Regions from separate parts of the Oryza sativa genome. Here region 1 is linked to region 2. The links are chromatin contacts, called in public HiCAR-type maps. All regions are on one chromosome and are shown on one strand. Each heading gives the region's core, a stretch centred on a gene start, on an enhancer-like site or on the middle of the called end of the contact. The rest is flanking DNA. Distances are from core to core; before and after follow the strand shown. Region 1 holds the start of LOC4350614 (obtusifoliol 14-alpha demethylase). Region 2 holds the start of LOC4350610 (auxin response factor 23-like).

Region 1 (2,709 bases), core at 193-2,692, 110 kb after region 2:
ACTACCGCTAGCGTCAAGTACGACTTCGCTCATAGTAGCTCCACCTCTAATATGGATGAGCTTATCAAGGAGTACATTCTCTCCATGCACAGAGCCAGTTATCCTAAACAAAACATACAAACACAATTCGATCATGCCACCTAAAAAGTGGGCACCATCTAGGTCGTCAGTACGAAAACATTAAAATAATGGATGTGGTGTCTCCTAAAAAATTATTACATTTACATAGTGTATTCTGCCAAAAATCACTTCAAACGATGTCCTATAGCTAAAACCACGAAATTAGGCTATACAACTAGACGTACATCTTCACGTTAACGTACTATTGCAGCAACCGTGCACCAATAACTGAAACACGTACACGTACTAGTACCGGTACTAGTAGTACTGTAGTATGATTAATTGATGAACATGACTTGTGCTATAACCACGTTTGTCGATAGTGACACTGTCGTCCCGTTAGACGCAAAACAACAAAATCATTAACGCACGGTAAATTATTTTTAATTTTGTTAAACAAAAATATTATTATATGATATTTTAAAGAGCATAAAAATGTACTCCCTCGTAAAATAAATTAACCTATAATAGGATTTGACTCATGTTCCTGTCTAGATTTAGTATTAGGCTATGTCTCGTACTAAGATTAATTTATTTTGTAATAGATGAAGTATTATTTTGTGACGGAGGGAGTACTGTTTAGAGCATGTACAATAGCACACTATAAGCCAAGCTATAAACATGTATCAAGAAGATAAAAAAATAAGAGAGAAGATCAATGGGACCATAGACTATAAGATACAATGTGTATGATAGGTGAGATCAGATATTAATATTATAGTATACGTGGTTGAGAGGTAACTATTATATTTATTAAAAATTATTATATATATTAGCTATTAAATTGACTAGATTATTTAGAGGGTGAGTCTAATTGTCTAACTCGCGCACCTGCATGAGGGTGTGTTTAGTACACGCTAAAATTGGAAGTTTGGTTGAACTTGGAACGATGTGATGGAAAAGTTGAAAGTTTATGTTTGTAGAAAAGTTTTGATGTGATAGAAAAGTTGGAAGTTCATGTTTATAGGAAAGTTTTGATGTGATGGAAAAGTTGAAAGTTTGAAAAAAAAATTTGCAACTAAACACGGTGTCAGTGTTATTTTGTCTGAGTGTTATTAATGATCCTCAAGTCCCGTGCCTGCCTCGCTCACCCGCAGCTGGCGTGGCCCGCCGGCAAAACCCCCCTCGCCATCGGCGGCCGGCGAGAGAGCGACCCTCCTCTACGGCTCCCGGCTCCACTCACGATCCCCCGCCCATGACACACCCACACCCACCATTGCACATGTGGACGTCGTGTGCTCGTGCAAACACACGTGGTCGCCAGCTAGCGTCACAGCCAGGTGGGGCCCCCCCAAAATCCCCTCCTCCTTCCCCGGCCGCGCATCCTCCCTTCTCCTCTCCTCTGCAAATCTCTGCCGCCCCGGTTTCCCATCTCCGCCCGCAGTAAACCCCTCCTCATTCCCACCACCACCTCTCCTCGGAGGAATCTTTGCTGCTTTCCTTTATATAAACCCCTCTCCAGTCTATACTTCCACTCCACACTCCCCTCCACCCCCCCCCCCACACCCGCAGCAGCAGGGAGAAGGTATGCTCCATCCAAGATCGGATCTCATCATCCTACTGCGTTTCTTGATTTCCTTTTTCTTTTCTTTTTTTTGTTCTCTATCATATGTCCCGGGCGCGGCACATGGCCAAAAACCAGAGAATTTCCGGCGCTGTTCTCTCCGATCTAGAGATTTTCTTTTCTTTTTTTTCTTTCAAAAAGTGACTTTTGTTTGTCATGTGGAAAGATGAGTGTGGAAGAACAATTGTATTTTTTTCCACTGTTTTTGATGCTGCATTTGTGTTCTTTTTCTTTCCTAGAGTGTCTTCGATGCGAACGAGGCTTTGGAATCTTGTTTTTTTTTCTTTTTCGTATGTGTCATCTTGATTAATCTGTATTATCCCTGATCTAATCGATGGCAATTGGTCGAGCAGACGACGACGAAGATGATGGATCTCGCCGACCCAAACCACCGGCTCATCGCCGGCGCGGCGCTGCTGGTGGCCACCCTCGCCTTCATCAAGCTGCTGCTGAGCTCCGCCGGCGGCGGCAAGAAGCGCCTCCCGCCGACCATCCCGGCGGCGCCGCTGGTGGGCGGGCTGCTCCGCTTCATGCGGGGGCCGATCCCGATGATCCGGGAGGAGTACGCCCGCCTCGGCAGCGTCTTCACCGTCCCCATCCTCAGCCGCAAGATCACCTTCCTCATCGGCCCCGAGGTGTCGGCGCACTTCTTCAAGGGGAACGAGGCCGAGATGAGCCAGCAGGAGGTCTACAAGTTCAACGTGCCCACCTTCGGCCCCGGCGTCGTCTTCGACGTCGACTACTCCGTCAGGCAGGAGCAGTTCAGGTTCTTCACCGAGGCGCTCCGCGCCAACAAGCTCCGCAGCTATGTCGACCAGATGGTTGTCGAGGCTGAGGTGAGAATCGCTTCCGTTTCACGCAATTGTTCATATATTGTTAGGATGGTTGTCGCATAGTAACTTAGCATGAGATGCTTGTTCTTGGATATATCATCAAACTTGATTGTAATAGGCTAATGTGTGGTAGAATTTGTTTCGAAGATCAGTCATGCGGATCATTATGCATTGAACTTGTAGTTAGCCCTT
Region 2 (2,913 bases), core at 59-2,558:
ATACATTTGCAAGAATGCAGGAAGAACAAATTATCACTAGTTCAGTACCAAGCACGAAAATCCCCAGTTTTTTTTTCTTTTGCGAAGTAAAACACAGAATTCCGAATTTTGGCAACCAAGAAGCCGAATTCGACTCATAGGCGAAGCGATCCGGCACAAAAACTACAGAATTCCCCATTCAAATAGTTCCAATCTCACACTCAGCAACTGCGACAACTCGGAAACTTAGTTCGAACCAGAGAATTGCATACAGTATAACCGAAAAAACTTGGAAAAAACTTCGAATTTTAGAGAGGCAAAACGTAAACCCCAAAACCGCATCACCAAAAATGCTCAAAACCCGCCAAAATTCCACGACACAAACTCAAGAAAGCGAAATTCGCCAACGGCACAGACAAATTCCCCCCAAAATTTATCTTAAAAGATTCCCATCGCCGCTAGGACGCATAAACACCAAAACCTCAAGCATTTGAACAAGTCAAGAAGAAAAAAAACGAGTGGCTTCAAAACAGCTCAAACCCGAAGACGCCACTCGGATCAACAGAAACACGAAGAGAGAGAAAAGAGAGTTGAAAACCAAAAAAACTCTCAAAATCAAACGGCGGAAAAGGACCAGGAAGAGAAATCGAAATGGAACTAATAAACTCTCTAATAAAAAGCGGGGAATCGCGGAGAGGCGAGAAAGGCGGCCGCCGCCACCGCCACCACCCCGCGCCCGAATTGGGCGGCGCGCGCTCTGCTCGACCTCGAGCTCGGACTCGGACTCACCTGCTCGATGTGCCCCTGCGGGAAGTAGAACACCTTCTCCCCAACCCTCGGCACCGTCACCAGCGGCCCCGCGCACGCGCTCCACAGCTCCGTGAACAGCGCGTCCTCCCCTCCTCCTCCTCCTCCTCCGCCGCCGCCGCCTGCTGCAAGCCCAAAGCCCAAAAGCCGGCATCACAAGCCAGCCCACAAAAAACCCACGCGCAAACCCACACACGCCCACCCACCACCGAGAGGAGCTCACCTCGCGCCACCGCCGCGGCAGCAGCATCCCCCTCACCGCCGCCGCCGCCGACCTCCGCCGTCGCCATCACCCCACCAGATCTTCACATCCCCCGCGGCCACGCCCGAATCGCGCGAATTCCCCCGCCGGATTCGCGCCCCCCGCCCCCTCGAATTCCCCTCCGATTCGCAGCAGCAGCACAAGCAGCTTCTCCTCCTCCTCCTCCACCACCTCCTCTTCTTCCTCTCCTCTCCTCTCTTTTGTTTTAAATTTTTTTTTTACTGGGTGAATTTAAGCGAGAAAAAAGAAGAAAAAAAAAACAGTATTGGCACAGCAATTGTGTGAGCTTTAAGGCGGGGGGGGGGGAGGTGGGTGTGTGTTGGCGGTGAGGTTACCGCGGGCGGGAGGAAGAAGAAGCAGAGGGGGTGCAATAATTTCACCGGGATGGGGGCTGGGCTGGGCTGGGTGGGTGGGTTTGGGTTTGGGTGGGTTGGGGGGTTGGGCTTGGGCTGTCTCGCTCCCGCAGACAAGGGGGTAGGTGCAATAAATATTCGTGTTGGGGGTGGATCCGGGGTGTGTCCCCTCGATGGCATTTTCGTGATTCTTTAATGCCGTTGTATACGGCTGTACTATTCTCCTGTCTACTACTATTTTTTTTTAGAGCAGTGGGAAAGAGAACATAGGGTCTGTTTAGTCATAAAAAAAATTGTAGATGTCACATCGGATGTTTAACCGAATATCGGAAAGGTTTTTTTAACACGAATAAAAATAAATAATTTCATAACTCGCCTGGAAACCGCGAGATGAATCTTTTAAGCCTAATTAATCCATCATTAATACATGTGGGTTACTGTAGCACTTATGGCTAATCATGGACTAATTAGGCTTAAAAGATTCGTCTTGCGATTTCCTCCCTAACTATACAATTATTTTTTTCATTTATCTATATTTATGTTTCATGCATCTGTCCAAAGATTTGATGTAATGTTTTTGGGAAAAAAATTTGGGAACTAAACAGGACCATAATACTTTCGGATACTTTTATTATTAAGGATATATACAAGGACAGTGATATCTACTTACTCTATTCCAAAATAAATCCAACCTAAAAATAAATTTCGACAAAACATATATTTAGATTGATTCCTAGGATTGGAATTATTTTGGGACTAACCAATGTAAGATCAAAAGGATGTAGAAAAATAAATGAAACAATAATCAATAATTTATATTTGAATGTTTGTATTATTAATGGTTTAAAAGTGAATTTTGAAAAAATAAAAAATGAAAAATTTAGAGTCAACAATAAAGTTAAGTTTTCAAAAATTTAAGTTTTACCTAAGCTAACAACCAAAAAAAAACGGCTTTTAGAGCCTCAAAAGTACCTTAGGTTCTGGTTTCGACTTCCCATGGGAGCGAATTTTCCAGGATTTAACGGCTTTTATTATCTAAAAACACAACCAAACAATGGGAGTCTTAAAAAAACAATGATGATATAGAATTAGTGAAGTTAGGAATACTCGGTTTTAAGATATTTTGAATCCAAAAATGTGCTAGATAGAACATGAGCTCCAGCATTTGCTTGCTGGCTTATAATGCATAACCAATTTTTGAAAAAATAAAATTTGATTTGAAGTTGATTTTAAGGGTTTTAATCATCGGGAAGTATCTAGTGAGAACCATACCTAAATGTTTAGTAAAATTATTAGAGACAGGTTTAAGCATGAAGTATATTTTTACCAAATCTCAAGTCCAAACTCAATTTTATCTGAGAGAAAAAAAAATCACATTTTATGTGCATAACGTCTCTTACTATTCATCGCAAATTTGAGTTCGAACTTGAGATGTGATGAAAATAAATTTGAGTTGTGAAGAAAAAAAATTCTTCTTTTTTTTACTTCAAAACAAATTTGAGTTCGAACTTG

What was found. HiCAR-type assays count read pairs that join an accessible place to other places.
Region 1: a HiCAR-type map of leaf shows a contact between it and region 2, with 2.2 times the contacts expected there. The contact joins the promoter of LOC4350614 here to the promoter of LOC4350610 in region 2. A contact is called at or near these places in 1 of 15 Hi-C or Micro-C datasets (panicle) and 1 of 4 datasets of contacts at active chromatin or transcription factors (leaf).

What each region holds. Positions count from the first base shown.
Region 1 is chr11:20,992,291-20,994,999 of ASM3414082v1, forward strand. It overlaps LOC4350614 (obtusifoliol 14-alpha demethylase), which reads left to right and starts at 1,443. Exons shown (of 3, transcript XM_015761946.3): 1 at 1,443-1,645; 2 at 2,038-2,520. The coding sequence starts at 2,050.
Region 2 is chr11:20,884,558-20,887,470 of ASM3414082v1, forward strand. LOC4350610 (auxin response factor 23-like) reads right to left here and starts at 1,309. Exons shown (of 15, transcript NM_001404466.1): 1 at 1,010-1,309; 2 at 769-908. The coding sequence starts at 1,076.